Linked DNA regions of Sus scrofa: region 2 is linked to region 1. Evidence: chromatin contacts called from public Hi-C data. All regions are on one chromosome and are shown on one strand. Each heading gives the region's core, a stretch centred on a gene start, on an enhancer-like site or on the middle of the called end of the contact. The rest is flanking DNA. Distances are from core to core; before and after follow the strand shown.

Region 1 (3,894 bases), core at 819-3,318:
GCTTTGATGGGACACTAGGAGGTAATCCTTTTTCATCCCTTCATTTTCATAATGAGATACTGAGGGGCTCCAAGGAATCAAAATATTATTCTAAATGATTAGCTATTTTTTTGCCCAAATCCAGTTGCCATGTACAAGGCCTAAAAAATTCACTGTCTATAGAGGATTAGGAAAGCTGCAGTTGGTGAAACCAACTTTCGTATAAAGGTGATAGAATATCAATTATTCTTTAATTTTTACATATAGCAATTTTTTTTTTTTTTTTTTTTTTTTTTTTTTAAAGTAAGGAGGTAGCTAAAGGAAGGAAAATCACAGCCCCTGCCCTGGACTAAAAGTGCTCTCAGAGCACTTTCTAGAAGTTTGAAAAAGAGACCAAGAGCTGAGACTGTTTTCTTGCCTGTGGAGGAAGTTAAGGAGAGGTGTGGATGGAGGTCATGGGAAAGGCATTGGTAGTGGAGAGTTTTACAGACTGGTAAGAGCTCCCTCTTTCATTTGGAATGTGATGGTGAGTGATAAGTGAAGATGGCATCACCCAGGCTGTAAGTGGTGACTCTGGGTGCCGGAAAATGTGTTGGTTGTGGTTCATTGGAGTGGAGATCAAGACCTGCTTTATGACGATACTTACTGATATTGACGCATTTTTGAGGACTTAGCATGTGCCAAGCACTTGACATGCTTTTCCCCCATTTGCTTCTAACAGTGACCATTTTCAGGTGGTAGCTTGGAGGAGTAAACTATTTGCCTGGGGTTATACCCTTAGGAATAGAGCTTGGATCTGAAACCGTTATATGGTACTGCAACTGTAGATGAAGGCATGGTTATCAAAATAAAAAGAATTGAACCAGAGAAATGTTTCAGAGACAGAAGTCACAATGTTTAGTAACAGACAGGTTCCTGAACTTGAGGCAAAATGAGAAGATTTTAAAATTACAGTTTTTGGTGTTCCTCTTGTGGCTCAGTGGATTAAGAGCCTGACATAGTCCTGGTGAGGATGTGGGCTTGATCCCTGGCCTTGCTCAGTGGGTTAAGGATCTGGTGCTGCCAAAGCTGTGGTATAGGTCACAGATGTGGTTCAGATCCTGAACTGTAGCACAGGCCTCAGCTTCAGCTCCGTTTTGACCCCTAGCCTGGGAACTTTCCATCTGCCACAGATGTGGCCATAAAAAATAAATAAAATTACAATTTGGGGGAGAAAGTCAGATCATAGTGCTAGTGATGGGGGCAGGAAGAATAATCAAAGGCTTTGTCTCAGCCATGTTTATGGACTCGTCTTCCTAGAAAACAACCAACAACCTTTTGTCAGTGTTAATTTGATCTTTCGGCTTTCAGAGAACAGCTGTCACTCCAAGCACCTGCTGCCAACATGGAGCACAGGTTGTGAGCACTGTGGTTTTGTGCCAGTGCCTGTCATGCATGGGTGCTGATTCTAGCAGCAGACCAGGGCCCCATTCCCAGTGGAGCCCAGGTTCACACATCACATTGTCACCTTGTCCTCTGATTGAGCTTTCCTGGGAATCTCATCATAGGAGGACAGTGAAAGTCACTGATTGACAGACCCTCCCTGGGGAGGACGACTTTTATTGCAATGCCTCTAGATCGGTCCTTCAGGACCCCGAGGAGAGTCAGCTCCTGGTGGGCCTTCACACTGAGTGGGTGTCACATTCTGAAAGCCTTTGTGCTAAGGTCCCAGGATTCTCGGGCCTGACTGAACAGTGTAGCTGATGAGATTTCTCACTGACTCAGGAAGGATGCTGGCTGAATCTTGACTTTGGTGTTGTGTGACTTCAACAGGCATCTGTCAAGGGCCCAAGCCTGGTTGACTACCCTCCTCCCCCCATGTCTATCCATGCGAGGCTCTCTGAATTCACTGTGAGTCATCAAATATTTTTATTCCCTTTATGCAAGCTTCTTGTTTTGTTTTTCTGGGTGAAAAAGTGAATCTTTCCCAATGAGGCATTTCCTTGGTTAAAATAAGCCTCTCCTTAGAAGAGAATACTAATGCTGTGAGCAGTGTGGCCTCGTGGGCAGCTGGCCGGCTGCCTAGAGATGTACTTACGCCCTTTGTCCAAAACTATTTCCTCCACCTGCTTGCTACACAATCACCCAACGTACTGGTAGCTCTTAATTACTTCTAGTTAGAGAGGAGCCAGCCACATGCACACACCCTCTCCTCTGCCCCTCCCATGGTCTCTGGATCACTTAGAGCAACACTCTCTCTTTCCCTCCCTTCTCATCACCCCCCCCGCCCCGCCCCCCACATCTTTCATAGGAACATTAGGAAACAAATTTGAAGCCTTCATTTAGTTTGCAGTTCCTTTCCTAAGGGATAGTCACCAAATATGCCATCCAGAGAGCATTAGCATAGGTAGGGAAGTGTGGGTTGTTGTTTTTGTTTTTTTTTTTCTGGCTTTTTAGGGCCACACCTGTGGCATATGGAGGTTCCCAGGCTAGGGGTCGAATTGGAGCTGTAGATGGCAGACGTACGCCACAGTAGCACGGGATCCAAGACACGTCTCTGACCTACACCACAGCTCATGGCAACGCCAGATCCTTAACCCACTGAGTGAGGCCAGGGATCGAACCTGGGTCCTCAGAGTGAGTAGTCAGATTTGTTTCCACTGCACCACAGTGGGAACTCCAGGCAGGGAAGCTTTTGATAAGTGTTGAGAAAGAGGGAAATTCTGGGAAGGAAATGTCACACTGTGTTCCCTAATAAGAGCCTGAATAAATAGTAGACATACTTGGTTGTGTCTTTGGTTATGTGCATCAGTAAAGGGTGAGTATTGTAGATAGCACCGATGGGAAGAAGAGGGTTGTAAGAGGGGTAGATGTTTGCTTGGGACAAGAAATGCACCCTTCCCTTAGGAATCTGCCCATAGCCTACCTTTGCTCATAATGTCCATTCATTTCATTGACAGCATTCTTCTGGAGAGAGGAATAATGAGGTTGTCTTAAATCTGCTCCTTCCCTCTCCTGAGAAGCTCTCTTTATGCTTAACCTACTTTGAGCTAAGGCAAGGGCCAGCCAGCTGTTTTTCTCCCTTACTTGGGTAGGATTATGACTTAGTTCATGCACTGGGGCCTGGCGTGGCCCCTACCTCTAGTTCCCCCTCCATCTACTCACATTGAATCTCAGCCAGTTCCTGTTACTCCTAACAGCCTTTTACTTAAATGATTCCTGTGTGACCAAGTTCCTGGTGTGCTGAGCACGTGGTGGTACCCTGTTGATGTCATGAGATAACCCTTTGGACTTTGAGCTTTCAATTAAGCTTATAGCTAATTCCCCAGTGGACATTTTAGGGAGCAGGGTATGTGTTGGCCCTAAAGTGTAGCTTTTGTGGTCAGAGGAAGTGACCCATTATAGCGACCCCACAGCTGAGATCATAAGAGCATCCCAGGTGTCATTTGGAGTCAGATGCTGGTTTTCTAGTTTCTTGGAGGGTTCATCTCCTTTCTAAAACTTTATACCCAGTGATTGTTTATCAGTATGAATGCTAACTGCAAACTTCCATTTCCTTTACCGTGTTACCACTCACTAGGAGTTCCCTGGTGGCTAGATCCCTGGTTAAGGATCCAGCATTGCTGTGGCTTGGGTCACTGCTGTGGGTTCGAACCCTGGCCCGAAAACTTACACATGCTACAGGCTTGGCGAAAACAAAACAAAACAAAAAAAAACAAAAAACCCCTTAACACTCATTAAATTCTTTCTTCTTTGTCTAACCTACATAAATGGGACTGGTTCTTGCTCTTTTGTATTGTCTGTGGCAGGTGGCATTGGGAGCCCTGTGAAGGCTGTCCTTGTGTATTGTTTTCATAAGCTAAATAAGGCACAGACAGAAAACCAAAAGATCGACTTTCCCCCCAGGCTAAAAGGGAAGGGAGGACAGTTTGCAGT
Region 2 (3,894 bases), core at 573-3,072, 230 kb after region 1:
CTCTCATTGAGCCATCGCGTTTGCTCTGTTGTCTGCAGGAGGCTTGGTGCTGGCTGCCCGCCGTTAGGCCAGGGTTGCCCACACACTGGTTGTAGTTGAACCTGTAGAAGAGATCATGGCCCTTTAAGCAGACATTCTGCATGTGATGTGCTCCTTTGTCCCTGAGCAAAGGAATATTTTTTCTTTTAGTTTAATTTTGATAGTTGGATCTAAGGCCTCAAATCTAGAAGGATTTTAGATTTATTCTGAACAAGAAAGAAGAGCTCCTTTCTGGAACAAGGGAAACTCCTGGGAGCGGCCTTTCTAGGCCCCTCCCAGTGGTGCCCAGCCCTCCCCACCGAACACCCACCCAGCCACCCACATAGAGCCACTTCCTGTCACCTGGACACTGGGAACATGGCATGTATCATGGTTGCCTGTAGACCCCCACTCCCGCTAACCCGCCCAGCTCCCCGGGGTGAGCACAGCCTTTCCAAAGAGAATGTTCTTGCCTGTGTTCTCATCTCAGGCTTATTCCTAATCTTGCTCAGAGAGTTGAGGGTAGGGTGACTGCAGGTGGAGTGACTCGTAGAGGGTGTCCTGAGGCCTGTGTTGTCTACAGAGGGATACTGGAGCCAAGTGGTGCTGACCTGTCACCTCAGGTTAGGAAAAGAAGGTGCCCCTAACTTCGCTGAAGTGCCAGACTAAAGGACGGTCAGAGCCTTTGTCCCATTGAGGACATCAGTTTTCCTGGGCAGTGTAGACAGAGATGGAGTGTGGTAAGAAATCTGCCACTCCTGGGTTGTGGGGACCAAGGTGTCATAGTTGGTGGTAGAAGGGCTGGTTCGGCAAGAGCTGTGTTTCTGTGTTCCTGCATGCTTTTGTGTGGATTTGGCAGGTGACATTCCTGCTGTTTATATGGCCTGCATAACTCTGGAGGAACGAGAGGCATTGTCTCAGCCCCCTTTTTTCAGTGCGGCAGGCAGCCAGGGAAAAGCCCAGTGGTGTCCTACTTGGATTTTGTCCTGTGCTGAATTTCTTCTCCCTCCCTTCCCAAATAATGTGGCCATCCCGAGATGGACTTCAGAAAGTGAATATTTGGAGTTCCCATCGTGGTTCAGCAATAAAGAACCCGACTGGTATCCTTAAGGACATGGGTTCAATCCCTGGCCTCACTCAGTGGATTAAGGATCCCCTGTTGCTGTGGCTGTGGTGTAGGCCAACAGCTACAGCTCCAATTTAACTCCTAGCCTGGGAATTTCCATGTGCTGCAGGTGTGGCCCTAAAAAGACCAAAAAAAAAGAATGTTTATAGCTGATTAGTTTAGGAAGACTTCTTTGTGGTGTGTCATTAAGTAATGGAACTTTTAATAGATTGCCCTTTTTAGCTCATTTTCCCAGAGTAAGAGGAGCTGGTGCTCCTCTACTCCATCCCCTCAAAGATGGAGCCCTTCCTCCCTAGTAAGAGGTTTTCAGTATTTCTAATGGGTTCATTAATTAATACCTTCTAGTCACACCTGGCTGACTCTTGGGGGCGAAGCTGCTCTTCAAAAAGAGGGGAGGGGTCTGTGGCCCTTCTCAGAAAAGCAATACAAACCCAGATTTCTGAGTACTCCTTTTATCTTCTTAAATATTTTCTACTGGGGCCGTTTGTGGCTCTTAGTCTATTTAAATAAGTCAGCAGCCAGTATAATCCCTATCATCGAAATCGTCCACAGGAATGTATCACTTTGGCTGAAAGTTAGCTTTCTTGACATTACATTCCTGGTGGTTTAGGCAGACACTGTTTTCAGTCTCTGATCATCTTCTAAGAATTGTTTGGAAATATGTGTTCTAGAACCAGGAATTGAGAATATCAAAACTCACTCATGTTCACCAGTATCAGAGTGAGTCACAGAGTATTTGCCCTCTCTGCTAATAACATGGAAAATAATTTCTGCTCCCTTGTCTTAAGTTTTGTCCTGACACTGACTATATTTCTGCAGTTCAGTTGCCTACATTAAAAAAATAAATAAAGGGAGTTCCCGTCGTGACTCAGCAGAAATGAACCCAACTAGAATCCATGAGGACATGGATTCAATCCCTGGCCTCGCTCAGTGGGCTAAGGATCCAGTGTTGCCTTGAGCTGTGATGCGGGTCACAGACATGGCTCAGATCCTGCATTGCTGTGGCTGTGGTGTAGGCTGGCAGCTATAGCTTTGATTAGACCCCTAGCCTGGGAACTTCCATATGCCGTGGGTGCAGCCCTAAAAAAACAAAATTAAAAAAAAAAATAAATAAATGAATAAATAAAAGCAACCCCCCTGGCTTTTAGGCAATTTTAACACACTGTTGTATCAGTCAACCAAATGATGACCTCAGGTTGCTATGGTCAAAGCCTTGTGTGATGTTTTCCATGTTTACATACACCTGGCCATGTCTTCCTCCAGTGTTAGAGTGTCATCTGCAAGGACTGTTAATTGAGGGTCTTGGTGGAATCTTAATTTCATTTTCTCTGACCTCTGTAGCTGTGAAAATTAAGAAGCCAATCAAGACGAAATTCAGAATGCCAGTCTTTAACTGGGTTGCCCTGAAGCCAAATCAGATCAATGGCACAGTCTTCAACGAAATTGATGACGAGCGAATTCTGGAGGTATCTTTCTCATTGGTTAGAAACAAGGGTCTCTCCCTGTGCAGCAAAGCCAGAATGGGCGCTCTGTTAGCCCGAAAGTCTCAGCAATAAAAGCTAGTGTTTTAAGTGCCTTGATATAAAGAATAAAATTGGATGCTATTTTGTAAGGTGGTTCTATGTTTAAAAAGTTAAAAATGGAATAGTTTTGAATATCTTCACTGTCAAAAAAAAAAAAAAAAAACCACATCTGGTGCAATCTATGCCCTTAATTTATTAAAACAATTAAAAAAAAAAACCCTGTATTGAACTATAAGTGGAAAAGGACTCAAGAATCACACCCTCTAACTGGATAGATGGATAGTTTTAGTCTGTGGTGGCCTTCCCTACAAGCCAGCAATTGAAAGGCAGTTGAATTGGATGGGTGGAATCAGTTGTCTGGTTCAGGCATTTTTGTCTGTTTATATGTGGCATGAGTCACACAGCTCTTACACAAATAGGGAAATAGAGTAAGCCACAGCCGAAGACAAGTACTTAGTAGGGAAAGTAACTTCTCTGATGCCTAGGAAACTATCTAAAGGATGGCTTCCTGACTTCTTTTGCAAGTATAGTCTAACTTGCCTGTTTCATTCCTTTCCCTTCCCCAGGATTTAAATGTAGATGAATTTGAGGAAATATTTAAGACAAAAGCCCAAGGTCCTGCCATTGATCTTTCTTCAAGCAAACAGAAGATAACACAGAAGGGATCAAACAAAGTGACGTTACTAGAAGCAAATAGGGCCAAGAATCTTGCCATAACTTTGAGGAAAGCTGGAAAGACCGCCGATGAGATCTGTAAAGCAATTCATGTGTAAGTTCAGGACATTCTGGAAGGTTGTATCATTGTAAATTTAGGATAAAAATGGTAATGCTGAAGAGGTGGACCAGAAATGATCCTCGGGGTGCTGTATTAGAATGAGTAATTAATTGTTTTAGAAGAATAACAACTGCATCGTGACATCATTTATTATCTCTGTCTGCTCTCTTATATATACCTGCAGTCACACTTACATAAAAGGAAAGTTGAGAGAAGTATTGCAGATGCTTTTAAAAGGGAGAAAATGTCAGTTTTCTATGGAACATCTGAATTTTATCCAGACTTGTTGAGTACAAATTTGATGGCATTTGTGGAATGATATAGTTCAATGCCAGATGCAAATATGATACAGATGCATATTTTAATTCATAACAGTAGGAATGTGGTTCTTGTTGCTCCTTAGCACTTTCAGGACATTGTAAACCAAGTTTATTTCTTTTTTTTATCCTTGA

The links. Hi-C and Micro-C count contacts between places; a contact is called where the count stands out from the background.
Region 2: a Hi-C map of embryonic fibroblasts shows a contact between it and region 1, with 4 times the contacts expected there. The contact joins two enhancer-like sites. A contact is called at or near these places in 4 of 47 Hi-C or Micro-C datasets (embryonic fibroblasts, epiblast stem cells and fibroblasts).

Annotation. Positions count from the first base shown.
Region 1 is chr15:60,127,138-60,131,031 of Sscrofa11.1, forward strand. All of the region lies in intron 1 of FMNL2 (formin-like protein 2), which reads left to right. Among named protein-coding and RNA genes, the nearest start is that of FMNL2, 75 kb to the left of the region's middle. Within about 2 kb of position 2,069, at least 22 of the 83 cell types and tissues checked have an H3K27ac peak or open chromatin away from gene starts, as enhancers often do. A contact at or near this core is called in embryonic fibroblasts, where this site is marked.
Region 2 is chr15:60,361,084-60,364,977 of Sscrofa11.1, forward strand. FMNL2 (formin-like protein 2) reads left to right here. Exons shown (of 28, transcript XM_005671848.3): 17 at 2,486-2,610; 18 at 3,234-3,436. Among named protein-coding and RNA genes, the nearest start is that of PRPF40A, 76 kb to the right of the region's middle. Within about 2 kb of position 1,823, at least 3 of the 83 cell types and tissues checked have an H3K27ac peak or open chromatin away from gene starts, as enhancers often do. A contact at or near this core is called in embryonic fibroblasts, where this site is marked.